5 separate regions of the Mus musculus genome follow, and all the other regions are linked to region 1. The links are chromatin contacts, called in public capture Hi-C and promoter capture Hi-C maps. All regions are on one chromosome and are shown on one strand. The core of a region is the stretch at or near the end of the contact, and the rest is flanking DNA. Distances in the headings are between cores, read along the strand shown.

Region 1 (4,825 bases), core at 1,651-4,150:
GTACAGGCACTCAAACTTGAGAACTTGGGAGGTAGAGGCAAGCAAATCCCCAAAATCTGAGGCTAGCCTGTTCTATAAAGCAGGTGTCAAGGGCACAGAGCTACACCCTATCCCAAACACACACACACACACACACACACACACACACACACACACACACACACTGCAGGAGTAAACTAAACCTGATACAGCATATGCAAGCACAGACCTGGTGTTTGATCCCCAACACCAAAACAAAAGAACGAAACAGCCAGCTTGGTGGTGCACACCTGTAACCCCGTTACGCAGGAGACTGACACCTGTAACCGAGTTACTCAGGAGACTGAGGCAGTTATTGCCATTAGTTTGAGTCCAGCCTGCACTACACAGAGAGTTCCAGGGCAGCCTGGGCTATAACATGAAACGTTCTCTTTAAAAAGTCATACCAAAAAAAAAAAAGAAAAATGAAAAGAAAAAAGACAGAAAAGAACAAAAAAGCCACATCCAGATCCATGCAGTACACAATAGTCTACATACACAACATAGAATAATTTAGGGGGCTGGAGAGATGGCTCAGCAGCAGAGAGCACTTAGCGCCCTCTCACAGAACCAGAATCTAGTTCCCAGCGCCCACATAAAAGGGTTCACAACCTCATATAACTCCATTTCCAAAGGATTTAGTGCCCTCTTCTGGTCTCCATGGGCACCCACACGCATACACATAAATAAATATAGCATAAACCTTCTTTAAAAACGAAGAATTTTAGCATACTATTTTTTTTCCCCTTCCAAACAAGAGTGTTTGGAAACAGTGGTGTGGATGTAGTTCAGCTGGTAGACTAATTGCCCAGCAGGCAAGATGCCCTCGGTTTGATGCCCCAGTACTACATAAACCAGTGTGACACTGCAGGCCTGTAATCCCAGCATTCAGGTGACTGAGGTAAAAGAATCAGAAATTTAAGTTCATTATATGGTACAGAAATTCAAGATTACCCTTCATTATGTGGGGTACATGAGACCCTATCTCAAAACTGGGGGAAAAAACAAATCAAAACTAAACCAACCCAATAGCTACGACTGCCAAATGCTGAACAAGGGATCTCTCCATTAGTAAGTTAAAAGACAGAAGGTACAAGCTCAGTTCCCAGTACCCATGTCAGATGCCTCAACTGCCCATAACTCCAGCTCCAGGGAGATCTGACACTTCTGGTTTCTCTGGATAACTTCACTCACACATACATACCCACACATACATATTATTAAAAAAATAAAATAATCTTTTTTTCTTTTTCCTTTTAATGTGGAAGCCGGAAGGATGGTTCATTGGGCAAGACCACTTTCTGCACTGGGGTTTGGGTCTTAGCACCCATGTGATACAACTGCCTGTAACTCCAGTTCCAGATAAACTGACACCCTCTTTTGGCCTCTGTGGGCTACTGCATGCACACAGCATACATACACTCACAGAAATAGGCATTCAAACATAAATAAATAAAATACGTATCCTGCCGTTGACTCTTAATTGGGGCAAGAGAGTATATTTTGCAAGCTTTTAGTGAAGGAACTGAGGTTTGTCACGAACTTGATTTACTTTGGGCAATTTCCAATGTACATGTATGTTCCTCTGCAAAAATTAATGCCTATTAATACTTAGGAGACTGCTGTGAGGACTAAATGATCTACAAGTAAATGGACTATAGGGACTGGCGCTTAGTAGGCAATCATCTACTACTAATTGCTTTTCACGTCCCACTAAGTACTCTGTAATGTTTGCAGCTGTAGTTTGGGGGTCGACATTTAAGACCGAGAGTGTTCACCTTGTAATCACACACGTTGCCTTTACCTTGATAATTCTACACGCACCCAGACATGCTGTGCTTATAATTAGGATCCTATTTTCTTACACCCTTCTACGTTTCCAGATGCCATCAGAAGTTCTATTCTGAATAATCTGCCTTAGTCTGACAAGGAGATCAGGCAGAACTGAGTTCTAGGTCCATGGACATCCCTCTAATATAACCACCTGATTTGAGGTGTGAGTTCCAGGACAAACCTTAACTATACAGTGATACCCTGTCTAAAGAAAGAAAGGGGCAGGAGGTGTGAATGGTCATGCTTGCCTTTAATCCCAGCACTGGGGAGGCAGAGGCAGTTCAAACCACCACAAATTGGGACTCAACAGTGAGAATGCAAGGTCTCACTATTCCCAAGGTCTCTTCAAATACTAAACTGGGAAGTTAACTCAACAAGTGATTAAAGGTGACTGTGCACCTCTGATACCAAAACAGAAACCCTTAAAAATCTTCCTCAAATTCAGCCAAAAAACGTCCCTGCTGGGCATCTCTGGTCACTTGGCATTTTGTACAAATCTCAAGCGTGCACACCAGGCTCGGAGCCCTCAAGCGGTTGGGACATCACATTACACCTGTGTGAAGGCGTCTCCAGTCCCTGTGTCAGGGCTGTGCTGGAGCAAACAGTGGACCGAAGCCGCTGCTCAGCGAGGCGCCCAACGGACCTCGGCCGGCATCAGCGGTCAGCGGACTGCAGGCCCTTTCCTGGAGCTTCAGTTTAAGTTTTAAGTGAGACTGCACAGAGCCCAAGCGCTCCCGGGAGTGGGGATGGAGATGCCGGGAGGGCCTGCGGGAAACATGCGGTAGCAGCCAGGGCGAGCCTGGGTGACCCGCGACCCCGCGAGCCTCAGGTCCAGCCCCGCGCCGAGACTCGTCCTCTCACCTCCCGGGCTCAGCAGCAACTTCAGCGCTTCCAGAACCTGCTCCAGACCACATGTCACCAGAACGCCACTCGGCGCAGCCGCCGCCGGTCCGGAGGCCGCCATGATTGGAGTGGAGCGACCTGCGACGTGCTCAAACACCCAAGTGGGCCAGCGCGGCCGCCATTTTGAATGTGGCGGAGGCGTGTCCTCTGCTGGAGGGCGGGGCCCAAGACCTGGGGCGGGGCCTACTCTGTCTGGAACGCCCCTTCTCCGGGAAAAAAAAAAAAAACAAGATACAGTTTCTTGTGTTCTCCCAGAGCGCCCCAGTTCAATTCCCAGCATCCCTATCAGACACCAGCCTGCAAACTCAGGTCCAGCAACTCATGCGCATACACACGCATGCACAAGCATAACTTACAAAATATTTTTTAAAAGAAAATATAGGGGGCTGGTGAGATGGCTCAGTGGGTAAGAGCACCCGACTACTCTTCAAAAGGTCCAGAGTTCAAATCCCAGCAACCACATGGTGGCTCACAACCATCCGTAACGAGATCTGACGCCCTCTTCTGGTGTGTCTGAAAACAGCTACAGTGTACTTACATATAATAAATAAATAAAATCTTTAAAAAAAAAAAAAAAAGAAAGAAAATATAATTGAAAAGGTAAAATAAAAGACCAATGTGGTGACATGTATCTTTAAGTCTAGTACTTAGAACCAAAGGTCAGCCTGGTCTACATACATAGTAAGCTCAAGGCCAACCAGGAACTCTGAGAGACCCTGACTCAAAAACAAAAAGAAAAAAAACACAAGTAGTCTTGCATGGTGGCCCATGCTTCTAAATCTCAGCTATAGAGAATCACGTGTTCAAAACCAGTGAAGGCAGCTTAGTGAGACCGTCTAAAAGCTATGAAGGATTGGAAATGTTATCCAGTAATAACACTCTAGCACACAACCATGAGTTTGGTCCTCAGTACTTCAACCCAGGGGGTGGGGGAGGGAACAGAAATAGTTTCTCGTAAAAATAATACACATTTTAGTATGTAAATTTTCAAGTACTGAAAGAAACACAATAAATAAAGTTCACAGATGTACATAGACCCTGAAAGAGAAGCTCACACCAATGACACCAGCGTTCAGGGAAGCTGACGTGGCAAGACAAGTTCATAACTTTCTCCCCAAAAGTAACAGTAACAAAAAATATTCAACTTTGTATTACTGATTCCTTTTTCTGACATTTAAAAGTAAATACACACTGGGATAGAGAGATGGATCCGTGGTGTTGTTCTTGTAGAGGACCCAGGTTTAATTCCCATCGCCTACAAGGTGGCTCACAGCCATGTATAACTCCAATTCTAGGGGATCCAATGCCCTCTTCTGGCTTCCAAGATGACCAGCCACTCATGTGGGGCACAGACACACGTACAGGCAAAATACTCATAACTGTAAAATAAATAATTCTTTAATCTAAAGATAAATACGCACACACACATATCCTGTATCTGTGAATGTGTTAGCTACAGACAGCCCCATTGGAATATCTTGGTTTTGTTGGGTGATGGTGAAAGACCCTCGAGGGGAGACCCTCACTCAGACCACTCAAGTCCCGGGACAGCCGCGTACCCAAGAAGACACTGAGACCATACATAAAATGTAGAAGGCAAGATTTAATAAAGCAGCGACATGAAAGCACACAGACCAGAGCTCTGGGGTCGAAATAAAGCAGCAACATGAAAGCACAGAGCTCTGGGGTCGAAACTCATACACCTAGTGGCACCTAGTGGTGTAGAGGAGAATCGACGGTCAGCCAAAATTTTTCACAGGCTTATATAGTAAAACTCAAAGGGGGAGAACTGGGCAGGGAAAGTACAAGTTTACATCACTAGGGAGTTCTGCCAAAGGAATCTACGTAACTAAGGAGTCATGTCCTATCAAGGAACCTACGTAACTAAGGAGTACCTGGTTCATTTTGAGGTTGTTCCAGGAGGCCTTTATCTCAAAAATGTTCTTGGAACAGTTTTTAGTTGGGAGGGTTCGAACTTTAGGGTGAGGAGTTTTGGGGTGAAAAGTTTAGGAGTGTTCCGAGAACAACCTCTAGATGGGAGGGGGTGGGCTCCGAGGTAAAAAGTTCATGT
Region 2 (4,611 bases), core at 735-3,234, 470 kb before region 1:
GAATTCTAGGTTATATAAGATCCTATCTCAAAATAACAATTGATACAGCAAACAGCTAGGCTGGGGGCATAAGGGGTTTGGTTCAGTGTTTGCCCTGTACTCATCTAAGGCCCTGGGTTCAAGCCAAAAAAACATTGTTTTAAAAGGAGGAAAAAGCCGGGCGTGGTGGCACACGCCTTTAATCCCAGCACTCGGGAGGCAGAGGCAGGCGGATTTCTGAGTTCGAGGCCAGCCTGGTCTACAGAGTGAGTTCCAGGACAGCCAGGGCTACACAGAGAAACCCTGTCTCGATAAACCAAAAAAAAAAAAAAAAAAAAAGAGAGAGAGAGAGAGAGAGAGAGAGAGAGAGAGAGAGAGAGAGAGAGAAAACAAGAACTGGAGAAATGGCTCAGTGGTTAAGAACACTGACTGTTCTTCCAAAGGTTCTGAGTTCAAATCCCAGCAACCACATGGTAGCTCACATCAGATGCTCTCTTCTGGTGCGTCTGAAAACAGCTACAGTGTACTTACACATAATAAATAAATGCATAAATCTTTAAAAAAAAAAAAAGAATCTTTAGGCTGGGCAGTGGTGGCGCCTTTAATCCCAGCACTTGGGAGGCAGAGGCAGGCAAATTTCTGAGTTTGAGGCCAGCCTGGTCTACAGAGTGAGTTCCAGGACAGCCAGGGCTACACAGAGAAACCCTGTCTTGGAAAAAAAAAAAAAAAAAGATTGACAGTCAGCAAAGGAACAAGAGAGTAACATCTTAGTGGGGTGAAATGTTCTTTTTCCTTACTGTAGTGACTACATGGTCAAATACACTTGTCAAACCCCAGCTAGAGGTGTAATATAGTTGACAGTGTTTGCCTAATAAGCATGAGCGATCTGATCCCTAGAAAGGCATATACAGGAAGATTAGAAGTTCAAGGTCTACAGAGACTATGTAATAAGCTGAAAAACGCCCTGTCACAAAGAGGAAAATTATCTGTGGCCCAACAGTCTCAAAGAGATCTTGAGTAATAAGATTTGATTTGAAGCACTAACAAAAGGGTTGAAAGCCAGGTGTTGGTGGCCCACACATTTAACCCCAGCGTTCAGAAGGCAGAGGCAGAAGGATCCCTGAGTTCGAAGCCAGCCTGCTCTACATAAAAGTTCCACGGACACACACACACACACACACACACCCCACACACTCTACTGCCTAACCAGGAACAGGGGTGGGAGGAATCTCAGCTCACTGGATAAGAGCACATGTGCACATGTTCTGTTTTCTCGGAAGATCCAGTACCCAACACCCACATCAGGAGGCTCACAACCTCCTCTTATCCAGCTCCTGGGGTTCTGACCTCTGGCACCAAACGCAGATGCAGATGCCCCCACCCCCACCCCCACCCCCCCCACATACAAAATTTAATTGTTTTTACTTTTTAAAAAAACTGCCTTCTCCTCTAGAAAATAAAAGCCCCCCAAAGCACTGCTTTCTAAGGCATACTTCCTGGAAAGGAGCAGTTCTGAACTGGGCTCGATTAGGTCGTTAAGTGTGTGCCCTTGAGAGCTCCCGGCCTCCGTGAGCCTCAGTTTCTCTTTATGGGAAACGGGTTGATGGCCTGGCGTGTGATCTAGCATCCTGCAAGTGCTCCATGCATTGAGAAACGCACGTTGTCAGTCGAGGCTGAGACTGCAGCCCCTCCGAGGGTCACGGTTCCTTCCGGGCGCCGGACAGCCACGCGTGGCCTCTCCCCACCCCCACCCCGGCAGCGCGCGGAGGCCTCCCGCCTCCCCGGCCCGCACCTCGCTGAGGAAGCGGGTGATATCGTAGACTCGCCCGTGGATCACCATCCACGTCTCTTCCGCCGAGTTTCGCTTCGCCACCTCCTCCAGCCGGTAGTAGGTGACGGAGGGCTCGGAGCCCTCGACCTTCTCGCCACTGCCGCTGGCCTCCGGGGTCGCCATGGGATCCGAAGCCCTCTCCGCCGCTATCTGGGCTTCCACCGCTAACTTCCTTGACTTGCCGGCCCGCGCTGGGTCCTCCTCGGCTTCCGTAACCGGGTAAACCTGGTCCGACGTCCGACTGGCCAATCGGCGTCGACCAGCCCCTCCAACCTTGCCAATCAGATATCGTGATTTTGGACCAGCGCCTAAACGTGGCCGGGTGACAAGTGTCACCACAGGAGAGCATTCTCTCTGCTCGGCCCATGGGCAGGCCCGGCCCTAAAAGAAAAGAGCCGGTTTCCAGCGTCTCTTTTCCCTTCCTGCCACCCTGGGTCCCCGAATGAACGGACCCGCATTTTCCCTTGATCTTCCCATCCAGAATTGCAGCCCCCGGGGTTACAAGCTTTGCTGTCCCCCAGACTGGTTCCCTTTAGGCTCCAAAAGGCTCAACAATTAAAATGGGTGTGGTGACCTCTACCTTCCTTGCCCAGAGGTTTGGGATGTGTGTTAAAGAGAGTGTGCTAAGAGAGGCGTGAGCCCAGCAATCCACTGTGTAAATCACAAGTGGCGTTGGACTCCATGGCTCTTAGGTACAAGGCCTTAGGACAGCAGTTGGGGCAAGGGTAGATGTCCTAAGTTTCTTCCACTACTGACAAAACAATCTCTAACTGAATTCTTCAGTGATCAGGGCTCATCTACACTGTTTTAGTTTCTAAATGGCCTAAAATAGGATTTACTTCAAATGACCCTTGCTAAAAGTCTAGGTAATTTGGAATTCTAAGTTAATGTGCAAGGTTGCGAGCCTTTCTCTTTAATTGCGGTGAAAACTAAGAGGCTGATCATCCTAAAATGTTTCACGGTGTTACTTCACAACCTAGCACTCATGACTCTGTAAACTATTTGCAACCTCTTTCACTAATATTTTATTGTTTGTTTGTTTGTTTAGAAATGTATCAGTATGTAAGCCTGGTTGTCCTGGAACTCAGAGGCCTCTGCCTCCCATGTGCTGGCTTAAAAGGACACCACCATGTCTACTTTCCATAACCTAAGTTCCTAATTACACAAACTATGTACTGTAGTTTGCTCTGATGGCTCTCATAAATACTGACCAAAACCAGCTGGAGAAGTAGAAGGTTTATTATGCTTGCAGGTTATAAGCCATTGTCTTAGTCAGGGTTTCTATTCTATGCACAAACATCATGACCATGAAGCAAGTTGGGGAGGAAAGGGTTTATTCAGCTTACACTTCCACATTGCTGTTCATCACCAAGGAAGTCAGGACTGGAACTCAAGCAGGTTAGGAAGCAGGAGCTGATGCAGAGGCCATGGAGGGATGTTCTTTATAGGCTTGCTTCCCCTGGCTTGCTCAGCCTGCACTTTTATAGAACCACAACTACCAGCCCAGGGATGGCACCACCCACAATGGGCCCTCTCCACTTGATCACTAATTGAGAAAATGCCTTACAGCCGGATCTCATGGAGGCATTTCCCCAACTGAAGCTCCTTTCTCTGTGATAACTCCAGCCTGCATCAAATTGACACACAAAACCAGCCAGCACAGGGGAAAGGCACCACAGTAGAGACTCAGAGCACTTGCTGAGCAAAAGTGACGACTTAACCATTCCCTCCCTCGGCAGTAAAAGCCCGGCAGGCCTTCCTATGCCTGTAATTCTAGTTCTGGGGTGGTGGTGGAGGAAGGCAGCTCCTGAGAGCTTGCTGGCCATCTGGTAGAGCTGAAAACAGCAAGCCCCAAGTTCAGGGAGAGACTTTCTTTCAGGGAACCTGAAGAGGAATGACAGATGAAGACACGTGACCACTCCTCCAGCTTCCTTGTGCATGTAGGAGTGAGCACACAGATTTGTAAACTGCATATCCCTACAAAACAGTGAAAATGAAACACAGAGCAAAGAGCTTGCTTCTTGTATCGCCATTCTCCCACAGACCCTATTATAAAATTTGTGAGGCAGTAAGATTTCCAAAAAAAAAATCCAGAAAGTTATACGTGGTTGAATTTAGGGCTTATGGAAAATCTGCATCAGCTCCACCTTTAAAAAGTACATTTACGGCCCCTAATGGAGGAGCTAGAGAAAGTACCCAAGGAGCTAAAGGGAACTGCAACCCTATAGGTGGAACAACAATATGAACTAACCAGTACCCGGGAGCTCTTGTCTTTAGCTGCATATGTATCAAAAGATGGCCTAGTCGGCCATCACTGCAAAGAGAGGCCCATTGGACTTGCAAACTTTATATGCCCCAGTACATGGGAATGCCAGGGCCAAAAAGGGGGAGTGGGTGGGTAGGGGATTGGGGGGGTATGGGGGACCTTTGGGATAGCATTGAAAATGTAAATGAGGAAAATACCTAATTAAAAAAAAAGTACATTGACTTGCTTATGGGGGTGGGGAGGGGTCCCTATAGAGGTCAGAGGAGAACCTGTAGTGGTCAGTTCTCTCCTTCTACCATGTAAAATCCAAAGATCAAACTCAAAGCATCAAGCTTTAGCATTTTTATAAGCTGAGCCATTTCTCTGGCCCCTAATGTGTGTGTGTGTGTGTGTGTTGTTGTTGTTGTTGTTGTTGTTGTTGGGCTCAAAACAAAGGAAAAAAAATCCAAAGAAACCAGTTCTCCTCCAAAAGAAATAAAAAGATAGACTCATAAACAGGCACACACTACGTGTGGCCCCGCCTCTGTGTGTATAC
Region 3 (4,592 bases), core at 1,473-3,972, 350 kb after region 1:
CAAAAAAACCCAAAAATCTAAAAGTAGAAAAGCGTTTGCTGAGTCCTAATGTGTGTGAAATGCTTCACACAAGGCAGCTTTATCTATCCCTTGCAACTCTTTCAAATAAGCAAACTATAAACCCCAGAAGGCAGTTTCTGTAAGCCAGCAAATGGGTTTGAATTTCCCCACCTGTACCCTTATTAGCTTCTTCCTAACACCAGTAAACAGCATTTTATAGCTGAAGAAACAGGTCCAGCCCAGGGTCACACATCTAATCAGAGATAAAAATCAGGATTAGGACCTGGCTTCTCGACTCTAGCAGATTTTATTTAAGTACCCACGGGGGTTCTGGGAGAATCCAGGAACCTTAACTTTTTTCCTGTTTGGTACCATTTCCTGAAAATTAGCATAACTTTTGTGGGAGGGGCAATACTCGGAGTCAGACAAAAGGCCGTGTACAGGTAGGTAGGTGCTCTGTCAATCTAATTTCCTGCCCTAGCGATACTTTCAAAGGGCTCAACTGACCTCCAAGGGCTTCACCTCCGGCTTTTGGTGGGTTTCTTCGCTAGGCTTCTGTGGATGTCCACTGTATGGCATAGTTCTGTTCTCCCAACAGCCTTTGCTCTCACTGTATCCACAGACTTGGATACTGAGCTTCAACACATCCCATTTCCCTGTGCTCCTGGCAGTAATGAGTAACTCATCCTTAGTAATGAGGCTGTGTCTATTAAGTCAGCCCCAGTGGCCTTCCTCCATGATTTAGCCAAGATCAAAGCCCCTCTGCGAGGCTTACTCGAGGTCCTGTTAGGGAAGAACTAACATTTTATTCATCCTCTGCCCTAGCCTTTGTTCTGTACCGGGATAGCAGGCTTCCTTTCTTTCAGGCTCTGTTTGGAATAGTAGTCTTTCCAGTTACTTCCTTTCCCAGTGTGAATCAACTATGCACATGAAGGCATTCTTTCCAGAATGGTTGTGTTTTCATACACCCTAAACTTCTAGGACGATGACAAACAAACTATGGATGGAATTAATGAGACATCTAGTCAGTATCAGAATCTTTCCTGGGGATTCAGGAGGAAAAAATGCTACCTAGCAAGGCAGGAAATCACTGTGGAGTCCTATGATGCTGAGCAGAAGGTTTAAAGGCCAGCCAGCATCTTATTTCATGACTGACAGGTGAGAGAAGATCTTCCCAGAAAGGGAGTGGGAGGCAGGCATTTAGACATAGAAAGTAGGGCCAACAGCTAAAATAGAGGAACTGGTGACATTTAGTGGGGGAATTGACAGGAATAGCAGGCACAAATATATTTCTCTAGAACCACAGTAGTAGAAAGACCCTGGGACATTCAGACAAAATCCCAACCAATCCTAAAAGTATGAATGGCATTTAAACTTTTTTTTTTCAACCAGTAGCATCCTTCTAGTGAACATCTTTAGGAGTGGGAAACACCTTAGAAAATAAACATTTTTTGAAGGTGTATGCTGAAATCAGATAAACCGCTGTTCATTTTCAATAACTATAGGTAAATCTCAGCATTTGTTGAGTGCCTCCTGTATGTCAGAGGTTGTAGACACGGAACTATAAATATGAATAATACAGGACTTGCCTCTGCTTTATAAGTTTAGTTTCATGAGGAAGCTGGGTGTGTAAACATGCAAATCAAATAGGGGAAGTAGAGGCTGACAGACACAGAAGATGTGCAACACTCGGCAGAACATCAAGGAAGTCGTCACACATCAAGGCAACATTTAAACTGGGGCTTAAAGGATGTTGAGGAGTTGGAGGACGGCATGATGGAGGGGATCAGAGGAAGAGAGAAAAATCAGTACTCAAGGCTTGCCAGTTTCCAAAGTTCAGAACGATGCAAACGAGAGTGGAGTCCAATTCTCAAGGGACTTTCCAGCTTTGCTGTGAAAAGTGGATTTGATCCCAGAGGCCCGAGGAAGCCTGTGAAAGGTTTTAGGCAGAAGCAGCTCACTCTACCAGAAAGTACTGAAGGAGAGACTGCAAAAATGTGGGGACAAGAAGGAAAGGTCCTAGTGGCGCAAGGAATGTGGCCAGAAGAAAAAAAACAAAAAAAAAAAAACAAAAAAACAAAACAAAACAAAAAAAACAAACAAACCTTCAGTGTCAGAATTAAGGAAAAAATATAAAAGTTCAGATTGAGGTGTGAAGGTCTCCTCCAGTATCCTTTATCTCTGGTGGGGAGGAACCAAAGCGTCTCGCTCTCGATTGGCTCCACCGAGTGTTGCAGCGAGGCCGTCTCGTTACCTTTCTTCCTAGACAGGGAAACTGAGGCCCAGGGTCCTCAAGTAGAAACAGAGAGAAAAAGATAACCGAATCCGTCTTCCAAGACGCTAACCACAGATCACATGTGGTCTTGCAAGGGTCCCAAGGCCTGCCCCACTTCCCCATCCCCCATTCCCCAAGGGGCTGAGTTTGCTATGGAAACAGTCCTCCCACCCTCCTCCGCGCCTAGGGCTCCTCAATGCACTCTGGGAAATGTAGTCCATTTGTTTACAAGCCCGCGGCACGAGCCCACTCCACAGCCCTAAGAGACTACATGTTCCAGCAGGCAGAGCAAACACTTGGGCGGTCTCTGGGGGCGAGGTCCCAACGGAGGGACCGGAACCTCCCAATAGGCAACCTCCTGGGCGGATCCTGCGTCTCCATTGGCCAGAGCAGCTCGCGGGAGGCGGGGTCAGCGGAATGAGGCGCGGAGCTGTTCGCCGCTCCAGGTGCTGAGTCCGAGGGAGGCTCCGGATGCCAGAGCCGCGGTCGCTGTAACCATCGCCGCCGCGAGAGCCGTCTCTAGGAAGCCCCGGTCGCGAGGAGCTGGGAGGCGCCGCGTGCGCTGCCCCGCACCGAGCGCCCTCCTGTGCGCCACCTGAGGTGGGTGCTAAGGACTTGCTTTTGTTTTATTGAGGAGAGGGGGGCCTGGGGAGTTGATGGGACGTGTCCTCGCCGCACTTAACACCATCTGTCCGTGGAGCTGGAGGGACTGACTGCGGGCCTCTTCGTGGCCCAGGGCCTGAGGTCGGAGCAACCTCGGCTGGGTTTTGTCGTATGGTGAAAGAGCTTCTTGAGTGTAAGGGATGAAGGGCTGGAAGACCCTCTCTGGTCTCTCGTAGGAGAGCGTGAAAAAGGCTTGGAGTCTCCCTTTTCCTGCGCCTAAAGTCAAGGCTGCTTGGGTTGTTGAGGATGGAGGGACTGTTCTGGGATGAGAGGTTTGGAGATAGAGGGACCCTTCCTTACAACACCCCAGCTCGAGGCTGCAAACAGGCTGCAAACAGGGATTGGGATGTGACTGATGAGACACCTCCCCTCCTCTTAGACTCTCCTAGGTTTCGAGTTGTTAGGGAGACCCTTCCCTTTGCCCTCCTTTACATCCAGGCTCTCCCCTTATGACTTGCTCACAGTTGGGTTCTTTGTGGGATATTTGTTTTTGGGAATGGAGAAAGTGAAGGGCTGCAGGACTCCTCCCCACCCTGCTCCAAGCACTGATGGATGCTTGGGTCTTCTGTGATGGAGCCGCACCTAAGGTCTGAATAGCCTGGGTGTGGGAGGTGGGTAGAAGTGAGAGTCTGAGGTACCCCTCCCTACCTGGATCTTATTTCCCAGGCCCTCTCCACCTAGATCCAGGTCCCAGGCAGTAGAGAGTGGAGATCATCTCTCTTGCTCCGCCACACCCCGGGAATTAGAGCTCCAGCACCACGGCTAAGAGTCTAGATGGGCACCTGAGGGAAAGGACCCAGTGGTCTCCCTCTCCAGCAACCCGCAGCTCCTCCGCGTTCGCGGATCCTGGAGGGATGCTCCGCTGCATGCCGAGCGCGCTCCAGATCTGGACGCCGAGATCTGGTACCCTGCGAGCAGGGGTTGCTCTCAGGTGCCCGGCTTTCGCGCTCTGCCCAGGCATCCACGGGAGGACAAAGCGGCGGTGGCGGCACTGGCAGGCGTGCAGGGCTGGACTGCGCGAGGGGCGCGGCTGAGGAAGGGGGGCTTCGGGCGCGGCACGGGTAGCTTCCACGGAAACGTGCTAGGAGAAGAGAGAGCGAGAGAGACAAAGCGCGCTCGCTCCTCGCGGGCCCGCGCGAGCCGGGATGGAAAATCCCGAGGGAGGAGGTGGCTGTGCTGTGCTGGGTCCTGTGCCATACACTCTTCTCTGTCCCCACCTTCCAACCCCACTGCCAGTCCTGCCCCAAGAATGCGATGGGATTGATGGTTACTAGAGGCAGGACTTGTGACCACGAGGACAGGGATGACCAGGGACTCTACCTTGCAGTTGAGGGGATCTGAAGAAGCATGCTGACTAAACCCATTCAACCTCATGCCCTATCAGCTATATTAGGACAAATTTGGTTTTGTGGCTAGATGTGATTTTTATTGATAGTGGTGTGTGGGGCAGAGCGTGAGTGAAAATGTGACTGGATGAATGTGTCTGTCCATGCTCCAGTATTCACGCGTGTGCCTTGCTGTGGTGAGGCTATGCATATGGCTGGGGGAGGGGTGGGAAGAAGGAGGAGGAAGAGGAACCAAGCTTAGATGTAGAAGGTAGCAAGACAGTTATCCTTTTAACTCTCAAGTCACAGTTGCTGACCTAAGGTTCAAC
Region 4 (4,556 bases), core at 1,638-4,137, 430 kb before region 1:
CATTGTGTGTGTGTGTGTGCGTGTGTGTTCTGTGAGGACTTTTGTTCTTGTTTCTTTGGGTTTTTGTTTGTTTCTGAAAAAGAAAGATAGAGAACAGAAAAATAAAGGCAAGAAGGCAGTAAAGATCTGGGGAGGGATTGAGAGAAGGAAAAAAATGATCAAAACATGTTGTGTGAAAAAAATTTTTAACGAGAAAAGAATTCTAAAAAAGCATATGCTACCACACCTGACCCCATTTACATTTTTATTATCATTTTAATATTTATACTTATTATATTTTTGTGGGTCTGAGTGTTTTTGCCTGTGTGTATACATGTAAACCATATACATATGTATATATGAGTGGTTTTGCCTGATACTCTTGGAGGTCATTAGAAGATGCTGGATCTGCTGGAATTGAAGTTAGGGATGTTTGAGACCTACTGTGTGGGTGTTCTGGGGTCACTCGGGTGCTCTGCCAGAGCAACAGGAGACAGGTGCTCCTAACCTCTGGGCCATGCTTGTTGTTGTTGTTGTTGTTTTGAGACAGTCCTACTATGTAGTCCAGGCTGAGATCTTGAACTTCTAGTAAGCTTCCTGTCACTACCTGCTAAGCCACAACAAACTTATTTTTAAAAAAAAGAAAGCCGGGCGTGGTGGCGCACGCCTTTAATCCCAGCACTCGGGAGGCAGAGGCAGGCGTATTTCTGAGTTCGAGGCCAGCCTGGTCTACAAAGTGAGCTCCAGGACAGCCAGGGCTATACAGAGAAACCCTGTCTCGAAAAACCAAAAAAAAAAAAAAAAAAAAAAAAAAAAAGAATAAAATATAATACTCAGAAGGCCTGGCAAGACGCCCAACAGTTAAAGAGCACAGACTACTCTTGCAGAGGACTCACTGGGAAGCTGTCGCCACAGCTCCAGGGAAAGCCAACATCCTCTCCTGACCTCCACAGCCAGCTCTACTTACAAGGGAAGCACACACCCACAAACACAATTTTTAAAAATGTTTTAAGTTTTGGAGGTAAACCACAGAGGGGTTGATAGAAATCTTTTTTCTTTCTTTTGTTAAAAGTAATTAAGTGATGTATTTATTTTTGTCTTAGGAATGGTGTTTTGCCTGCATGTATGTCTGTCTGTGTGAGGGTGTCGGATCTCCTGGAGCTGGAGTGACAGCCGATTGTGAGCTGCCATGTGGGGTGGGTGCTGGGAACCGAACCTGATTAAGAGCACTGGCTGGTCTTAATGGTCTAGACCCAGATGGAAGGTGCTTTCAACGTCCACAAGTGTATTCCCATCACACTGCCACTAGGCTGACTTAAAGGAGAAAGACAAGTGTAGGCTGGTGTAAGGGTTGAGGAGATGAATCTGGTCTTGCTTTTCTTTTTTCCCCAAGAAAGAAAAGAAACTGCCACCTAAAATGACTGCATCCCTCTCCTTGAGCAGCCTACAGTTAACATCTAAAAGTTTGATGTGTGCATTTTCTTTCCTTCAAACTCGAATTAGCATCTTCACAGCAGTCTTTTTCCTAATTGTCCAAAGCGGGCAAGAATCCAAGTGTCTATCAACAAGAGAATGGATGGGTAAATTGTGGGCTTCCACACAATGAAACACAATACTCAGCTATAAAAAGGAGTGACGTGGTTTGATCTCAAAGACAGTGTGCAAAAGAAGCCAGATCGAAGACTGTGCTCAATGTGAGATTTTGTTTATGTGAACTTCAAGAACAGGGGACACTAATCAAATCCCTTGTCATCCGAGCTTACTGCTACCAAGCAGGTTTGAATTTAAAACCAGATTTAGAGTGGGGAAAATGTGACTTGTTGGTAGAGATTATGCTTAGCATGTTCAAGGTCCAGGATTCTAATCCCGGAGCCCCAAAACAAAGGCTGTGTAGTAAGATTTTTGTCTCTTAATAGTTAAACTGAATTTGGATTTTAAAATAGATAAAAGATTTAAACCGAGTGCTACCATGTCCAGTTTTCTGCAATCCTGGTACTCACGAATACTATGCAAGCACCCTAACAAATGAGATAAAAAAATTCCAGCCTTTAAAAAAATTTATTTGCGGGATGGCTCAATGGGTAAGAGCACTGACTGCTCTTCCAAAGGTCCTGAGTTCAAATCCCAGAAACCACATGGTGGCTCACAACCCACCTTTTATGAGATCTGACGCCCTCTTCTGGTGCATCTGAGGACAGCTACAGTGTACTTGGACATAATAATAAATAAGTCTTTTAAAAAAACTTATTTGCACGTGTGTGTGTGTGTGTGTGTGTGTGTGTGTGTGTGTGTGTGTGTGTGATATTCCTACATGTGTGACTGCACTATGTGCATGCAGAGCCCCAGAGGCCTTTGGACCCTCTAGAGCTGGAGTTACTAACTGTAACCATGTTATCATGTGGGTCCTAGGGACAGAGGGAGGAGCCAGTGTTCTTCGAGGCTGAGCTATCTCTCCATCACCCATTGTAATAGTTTTTGGTTTTGTTTTTATGGTTTTGCTTTTTGATTTTTAATATAGCCTTGGCTATTCTGGAACTCACTCTGTAGACCAGCCTAGCATCAAATTTACAGAAATCTGCCAGTCTTTGCCTCCTGAGTGCTGAGATTAAAGACGTGTGCCACCTCCTTTTTTTTTTTTTTATTTTTATTTATTTTTTTTTTTTTTTAATTTAACTTTTCACTGGGGTGACCAATTTGGCTTTCATCTCAGCCCAGATCCAGCGTTTTGAGCCGGTCCACCCCAACATCTACTCCATCTATGAGCTTCAGGAGCACAAGAAGGAGGTACAGGCTCATTACAGGATACAGCTGGGACCGGTTGACTCTGGCAGGGACTGGCTAGACCTGGGGGACCTGGCCTGGGGCTTTAGCCTGAGCTGCCTCCCCTGCTGGGAGATGGAGGTCACATTAGCAGCAGAGGAGCTACCGGCAGTCTACAAGCACAAAGGTTCAGTTCAGCTGAGCCTCAGGGCTGCAGACACCAGGCGGCAGGAAGATGTGCAGCATCCCGGAGCTTATCCAAAACCCGTCCCGGATGCCCTGGCTAGCGGCAAGATCATCGTCCTGATTCAGGGCAACAGCAGGACCCAATGCTGTCATGGAGAGGTGGGAAAGACAGAGGAGTGAACTGGTGCGGGCCAGAAGGAGAGAGATGGAACTAGATCTCACTGTTGGTAACCGGCGTGAGAGAGGGCTTCCAGCTACTGCGGAAGCGGAACACGTCATTGTTTACTAGGGTCAGAAAGGTGGTTTGCAGCAGCCTGGAGCTTGCACAGACTCAGCCCGGGAGCACACTGCCCAGCTGCACGATCACCCTTGCCCGAGATGACGAATGATTCATTTTCTGGACTGGACCTCCTTGAAGGGTCTCCATGGTCGGTGCTGTTCTTAGACGCCATGTTGATGTCTGAGGTCCCTGTCGCTGCTCCAAGCAGTGTTGAAGCATGATGGCATTCATATTGATGTTTGTGGTCTGGGCTGCCACTGGAGTCCATGCCAATGTCCGAGGCCTATAACAAGGACTTTCTCTACCAGCCAACAGCATTAATAATGACACGGGGGCTTCTAATAGCTCAAAGCTCAGGCCTTTACTAGGGCAGTCTCCCAGCTAGCTCATCTAACCTAACCCAACTACCTAGTGTACAACCTGCCACGTGACCAGCTCTATGTCTTTCTCTGCTCCATTGAGGTCGTGTCTGTTCCTTTCCCTCCATGTCCACTTTCCAAACCTCTCATTTCTGCTTTCTTCCCCTGTGACATTCTGTCTGCCCGGAAGTTCTGACCTCCACTTCCTGCTCCAGCTATTGGCGGTCAGATTTTTTTTTAAAAAAATGTTTTTTTGAGACAGGGTTTCTCTGTATAGCCCTGGCTGTCCTGGAACTCACTTTGTAGACCAGGCTGGCCTCAAACTCAGAAATCCGCCTGCCTCTGCCTACCGAGTGCTGGGATTGAAGGCATGTACCACCACCACCCAGCTTTGGTAGTCAGATCTTTATTACAACCAGTGTTTAATTCTTTGCCTGTACAGAATTAACAATGGAAAATACTGGAGAGATGGCTCAGTGGTTAAGAGCACTGACTGCTCTTCCGAAGGTCCTGAGTTCACACCGCAGCAACTACATGGTGGCTCACAACCATCCTTAATGAGATCTGACGCCCTCTTCTGGAGTGTCTGGGGACAGCTACAGTGTACTTACATATAATGAATAAATTTAAAAAGAAAGAAAGTACAGAGACACACCACACAGTTTGAGTAAGGTGACCCAGCAGAGGACCATGCTACCATGGAAGGCCAGGTGGGATGGATGTTCATAGTCTGCGCTATCACAGGAGCCATGTTAGGGTCCGTGGTTCTGGTTGTTGGCAGAAGCCTCGTTGATGTCCGTGGTCTGTGCAGCCACCAGGCGCCAGAGACCATGTTGGCGTCTGTGGTCCTACTGCAGCCAAAGGCTGTGCTGGTGTCCACGGCCTGCCTATGTTACCACCAAAAGCCGAGTCGCGTTGTGGTCTGTATTGCCACCTGAAGGAGACCTGCTGATGCCGGAGGCCATATGGGTGTCCCTCCTTTGTGCTTCCAT
Region 5 (4,770 bases), core at 1,185-3,684, 300 kb before region 1:
AGACAGGGAGGTCAGAAACTCGTACTTGTCAGTCACTTGCCAATTGATATCCCAGATCTACAATGGGGACTCTGAATTGCAACATTACTCACAATTTTAAAAATTCCTTATAAAGACAATGGGAGGCTGGGCAGGGAGATGGTGGGTTTGAGGCCGTCGTGGGCTCCAAAATTAAAGACAGATCTCTGATCTCAGAACAGGAGGAGGCACTGAGGCTGAGAGCGGTGCTCTTGAAGGTACGTATGCTCACCTGTTCTCCAGATCTGGCATGCTCAGGTTTCGAGCAGCAAAGCACATTTTGAGAGGGATGACCTTCCTGTCCTTGGTGGTGTTCTGATGCTTTGGAGAGCCAGAGTCTTCACTGCCACTAAAGCTTGGAGACTGGGGAGAGGCACCTTCCCATGGCAGATCTGATACTAAAGATGGTTTCTTGATATATGGTGTTACTTCTCGGATGAATTTGACTATGAAAAACAAATTAAAGGAGGTTAGTATTTTTGTTTCTGATTAAATAAAAACCAAGATATTTATATACATGTGCTAGATGGTGGTGGTGCATAGTTTTAATCCTAGCATTGAGGAGGCAGAATTTGAGGCCAGCCTGTTCTATAGAATGAGTTCCAGGACAGCTAGAGCTACACAGTGAGACCCTGTCTTGAAAAACAAAACAAAACAATTCACATACAAGCAACATCTAGAACAAAGTGAAAAGCAGAGTTCAAATGCTATCAAACCCTTGAGCTTGACCCACACCAAGGAGACACACCTTAAAGCTTCCTCCCACTGAAACCTCCTAACAGCCTGAATCTCTTATACACGAGAACCTCTCAAATGTCAGAAAACATGCATCTCTTTCTTCCCTATACTAAGCAAGTATTTCAGCTCAATTGATACAAGGCTTGGCCCTGGCCTAAATGAGCGCTCCACCTGGATGGGGCAGAGGGAGATGGATAAACATTATTACTGTGGTAAAAATAATATAATAAGTGGGCTGGTGAGATGGCTCAGTGGGTAAGAGCACCCGACTGCTCTTCCGAAGGTCCAGAGTTCAAATCCCAGCAACCACATGGTGGCTCACAACCATCCGTAACGAGATCTGGCGCCCTCTTCTGGAGTGTCTGAAGACAGCTACAATGTACTTACATATAATAAATAAATAAATCTTTAAAAAAAAAAATAATATAATAAGTATATACAAGCACAAAGCCAACTCAACTGATCCCCTGTGCTTTCAAAATAATCTATTCCAATTAAAATCTCTTTTGAATATGTAATATGGTTTATCATCCCTTACCTAGTTGCTTGCCAGCAGAAGCCTTACAAATTTTGAAGTATCCATATGTACATGGAGATAAATGGAAAGATGAACAGGAAATTCATTTTCATATAAACAGTGCACATATGCTCCAAGGCAACTTAGGCAAGAGCGTCCTCATTTGGACTGCTCTATTTGGTCAGGGGTGGAACTTTCCACTTGTCTCATGTACATGCTTGAAAAGCTTCAGGTTTGAGGTTTTTGAAAGAGGTAAAATTGATACACAGATTCACATAAAACAAAACCCAGAAGAACTGGATTTCTCTAATGACAACTGTTGTGTGATCTCGCAGAGGTGGTAGATATGCTAAGCGCAATGTAAGAACAACACATTTATCTGTTTACCCACCGATTTCACAGGATGGTAGTGTATTATGCTTACTGCACACTACTTTATTCTTTAGTAATGCTGACAGCAGCCAGTCAGTCATTATCTACCTTCTCCTCTACCTTCTCCCCAACCACACCAGCCAACGATGGGTTTTTATGAACATCCAACACTTCTGCGACACAATGAAGACACAAGAAAAGGACAGGAAAAACAAGAGTGGCTCTAAACACATGCATACTCTAGGCACACGTGCACACTCTAGGGACAGTGAATAGCCTGTGCATGCCTCTCTTTTGCCTTCCTGACTTAGAAATCTAGAGAAAAAAATTTAAATTAACCCTAATCAATAGAAGAGATGAAGGCATGGTCTTTCATTATTAAATTAATCTAAGCACTTGACAGGCAGAGGCAGGTAGATCTCTATGAGTTCAAGGCCAGCTACATCTATATAGCATTCCAGGCCAGCCAAGGCTACACAGTGAGATCCTGTCTTAAACAAATGAAACAACAACAACAACAAAAATGCCACACCAATATCTGCTGAAATCAAGCAAAATAGTAGGAAATATAATTCTAATATTAGTGTTTACATATAGGACAGCTGCTTGCATGTGTGCATATTTTTCCTTCATGTTTTTTATAAATACATTTCTGGGTGGAGAGAGTAAAAGCTAGCTTGCTGGCTTAGGTCGCCAAGGAGATTTTTCATCCTGGAGGAATGAGCAGGAGTGTAGCCAGTATCCCTTAAGCAGCTGACTCAGGCATTTCAATACACACTTGAGCTTTGTGCTTTTAGGAGAGGATTAGATCACGAGAACTTGGCAGAAATTCCTAAGGTTTTCAATCAATGCCAATGGCTGAGACATGCTTTTCAACACTTAAGGCGCCATGCCAGCTACTGGTCTACCAACTGGGGGAAACAAAGCCATTCTAAATGAGCACTCTTGAAAAGTACAGTGATTAGAAGAGTCCTTAATGATCTATTCAGAATTAGCATCTCTAATCTGATTACTACAAACATGCTAAAAACAAAAGCAAAGCAGACACACAACCTAAGGGCCACTGTATTACAAATGCAATGGATATGGGCTGAGGCCAGATCAGCTGGCAGACTGCTCTCTAGCAATGCACTGAGTCCTCAGTTTGAGATTCAGCAACTCACAACCCCAGCATGGTGGTATATGCCTGTAGTCTCTGCACTCCAGTAAAAGAAAGAGGAGGATGAGAAGTTTATGGTCATTCTTAGATAGATACCAAGGCCTGCCTGGGCTGCACGAGACCTTAGCTTTAAAAACCAAGTGTAAATTTCACCTGAGATTATGGTGGTGCTGCCTGTACACCCAGCTAGCGAGCCATCTATGTTTAACACCTATAAATTGACACTTGTGTCCTATAAGACCTCCTCAGCTGCCACAGAACCAACTTGGGAAATGATGTGAAAAGAAACACCTTTACGACCAACCACTGGCCTTCAGTTTACCATTCTCCTCATAATTAGTTCCACCCAGAAAAAAAGAAAAAAAAAAGTGAGAAGAGAAAGCAAAGTGGAAAGGGCCCCCATCTTCCAAAGAGCCAGTCTAACCCTTCCCCGTTCTCAACTGACAGAACCACAGAGTGGGTCCATCAAGTTGGCCTCTAAACACACAGAGTAAATAAATAAGTTTAATTAACAAACACTATCGTTGTGTGTGCATTTATCGATAACAATATGGAGAAGGATTTTTATCAAGACATTGTAGTGCTTGTACATACGTTGATTTTAAAGATGTAATTCTGCCTATTTTGATTTTAATTCCTTCATTATGTTTAAAAAATAAGGTCATCAACTTGACTAAATGGCAAGTTATGCCTGTCTCCAAAAGGAAAGGAGGAGGAAGGAGGGAAGGAGGGAAGGAGAAAGAATGTCGTTTATACAGCTTCTTAAGTTTTTTATTTTTATTTCTGTATGTGTGGCTCCATCCATGCACCACTTGCATACAGTGCCTGCAGAGGCCAGAGGAGGCCATCAGATCCCAGGAACTGGAGGTACAGGTGGCTATGAGTCACCTGAGATGGATGCTGAGAAACCCAGGCTCTCTGCAAGAGCAGCCAAAGATCTTAACCACAAAGCCACCTCTCCAGCCCCTTTCCCCTTCCATTAGAAGTTTTGATGTAGCCATTTACACTCAGTTGGTCGCATCCTTTCACCCGAGACAATTAAATTTAAAATGCTGAAAGGAAGAAAAGATAAAATAAAAAAATCCCAATTATTTTCCATATTAGATATACTATCTCTTAAGTATTATTTAGGAATCATATCAAATTCCACTGTGTGTACATCATAATTTACTAGAGTATTCCCTAGTTATTGGGTACTTAGGTTTAGTGATCTACAAAGAACATCTTCTGTAGGAAGAAATATTCAAGACTCTGGATAAACATGGGCAAATTGTTCCCCTACAGAGATTTTATCATTTTATCTTCTCAGTAGCATGTTCAGGTCCCTTAAAGTGGTGCTGTGACAGTTAATTGTGGTATCACCTTGATTGGATATGGAATCAAGTAACAGACTTGTCTCTGAGTGGGTATGTGGGGCTATCCCTGGAAGGATAGCTGAGAGATCCTTCCCATGCCCAGATAGGAGGAGGTATGAAAGCTGTGTGCTCCTCACCCACTGGCCTTTGCAAGAGCCCCTTGCAAGCCCTTGGATCTACCTTGTTGCTGCCTGTGTTACCATCCTCTGCTGACCGTGGAACCCACCTTGTTCAACCTTCCACTTAGGCTGAAGACCAGTGATTCATTCTCCAGGAACCCTCCAGGCTGTCAGTGCCAGCTTGGAACTGTTGAGGAACCAGCCTTGTGCACTGATTGGCTCCGGGGTTCTCAGTCTCTCCAAGCATGCAGACAAGCCATTGTCGGACTATCCAGTCCATATCACGGAAGCCCATCTGATAAATCTCTTGTAACACATATTCATTCTATCAGTTTTGTTTCTTTAGGAAACCCTGACTAATGCACTAATCATATAAAACAATCTTGGCAGCCAACAAGAGCAGTGGTGCACACCTGTAATTCTAGCAGCAAGGAGACTCAAGTGGAAGGACTGCCACTAGCTCCAGGACTGTCTCATTAAAGCAAAACATAA

The links. Promoter capture Hi-C pulls out the DNA fragments that hold promoters and counts their contacts. Capture Hi-C pulls out chosen DNA fragments and counts their contacts.
Region 2: a contact with region 1 is called in a promoter capture Hi-C map of adipose tissue. The contact joins the promoter of Cyb5b here to the promoter of Tango6 in region 1. A contact is called at or near these places in 2 of 39 promoter capture datasets (the 3T3-L1 cell line and HPC-7-derived erythroid cells), 2 of 484 Hi-C or Micro-C datasets (embryonic stem cells and natural killer cells), 1 of 115 datasets of contacts at active chromatin or transcription factors (bone marrow-derived macrophages) and 2 of 9 other capture datasets (adipose tissue and liver).
Region 3: a contact with region 1 is called in a capture Hi-C map of macrophages, with 5 times the contacts expected there. The contact joins the promoter of Smpd3 here to the promoter of Tango6 in region 1. A contact is called at or near these places in 2 of 39 promoter capture datasets (embryonic stem cells and hippocampal neurons), 1 of 484 Hi-C or Micro-C datasets (CD4 T cells), 1 of 115 datasets of contacts at active chromatin or transcription factors (pancreatic cancer cells) and 1 of 9 other capture datasets (macrophages).
Region 4: a promoter capture Hi-C map of embryonic stem cells shows a contact between it and region 1, with 2.1 times the contacts expected there. The contact joins the enhancer-like site here to the promoter of Tango6 in region 1. A contact is called at or near these places in 9 of 39 promoter capture datasets (the 3T3-L1 cell line, 3T3-L1-derived adipocytes, the C10 cell line and 6 more), 5 of 484 Hi-C or Micro-C datasets (the G1E-ER4 cell line, the HL-1 cell line, the N1E-115 cell line and 2 more) and 3 of 115 datasets of contacts at active chromatin or transcription factors (astrocytes, embryonic stem cells and fibro-adipogenic progenitors).
Region 5: a promoter capture Hi-C map of frontonasal cranial neural crest shows a contact between it and region 1, with 5 times the contacts expected there. The contact joins the enhancer-like site here to the promoter of Tango6 in region 1. A contact is called at or near these places in 16 of 39 promoter capture datasets (3T3-L1-derived adipocytes, the C10 cell line, the HPC-7 cell line and 10 more), 1 of 15 datasets of contacts at CTCF or cohesin (large pre-B cells), 16 of 484 Hi-C or Micro-C datasets (the AML12 cell line, CD4 T cells, the CH12 cell line and 12 more), 7 of 115 datasets of contacts at active chromatin or transcription factors (T-cell acute lymphoblastic leukemia, a beta-TC-6 cell line, bone marrow-derived macrophages and 4 more) and 3 of 9 other capture datasets (adipose tissue, embryonic stem cells and macrophages).

What each region holds. Positions count from the first base shown.
Region 1 is chr8:106,681,143-106,685,967 of GRCm38.p6, reverse strand. It overlaps Tango6 (transport and golgi organization 6), which reads right to left and starts at 2,900. Exons shown (of 18, transcript NM_173037.1): 1 at 2,713-2,900. The coding sequence starts at 2,815.
Region 2 is chr8:107,148,034-107,152,644 of GRCm38.p6, reverse strand. It overlaps Cyb5b (cytochrome b5 type B), which reads right to left and starts at 1,984. Exons shown (of 5, transcript NM_025558.5): 1 at 1,772-1,984. The coding sequence starts at 1,933.
Region 3 is chr8:106,336,095-106,340,686 of GRCm38.p6, reverse strand. It overlaps Smpd3 (sphingomyelin phosphodiesterase 3, neutral), which reads left to right and starts at 2,722. Exons shown (of 9, transcript NM_021491.4): 1 at 2,722-2,875.
Region 4 is chr8:107,107,847-107,112,402 of GRCm38.p6, reverse strand. No RefSeq gene overlaps it. Among named protein-coding and RNA genes, the nearest start is that of Terf2, 14 kb to the right of the region's middle. Within about 2 kb of position 2,887, at least 25 of the 459 cell types and tissues checked have an H3K27ac peak or open chromatin away from gene starts, as enhancers often do. A contact at or near this core is called in the N1E-115 cell line and embryonic stem cells, where this site is marked.
Region 5 is chr8:106,976,820-106,981,589 of GRCm38.p6, reverse strand. Sntb2 (syntrophin, basic 2) reads right to left here. Exons shown (of 7, transcript NM_009229.5): 2 at 251-464. Among named protein-coding and RNA genes, the nearest start is that of Gm22085, 30 kb to the left of the region's middle. Within about 2 kb of position 2,434, at least 41 of the 459 cell types and tissues checked have an H3K27ac peak or open chromatin away from gene starts, as enhancers often do. A contact at or near this core is called in embryonic fibroblasts, where this site is marked.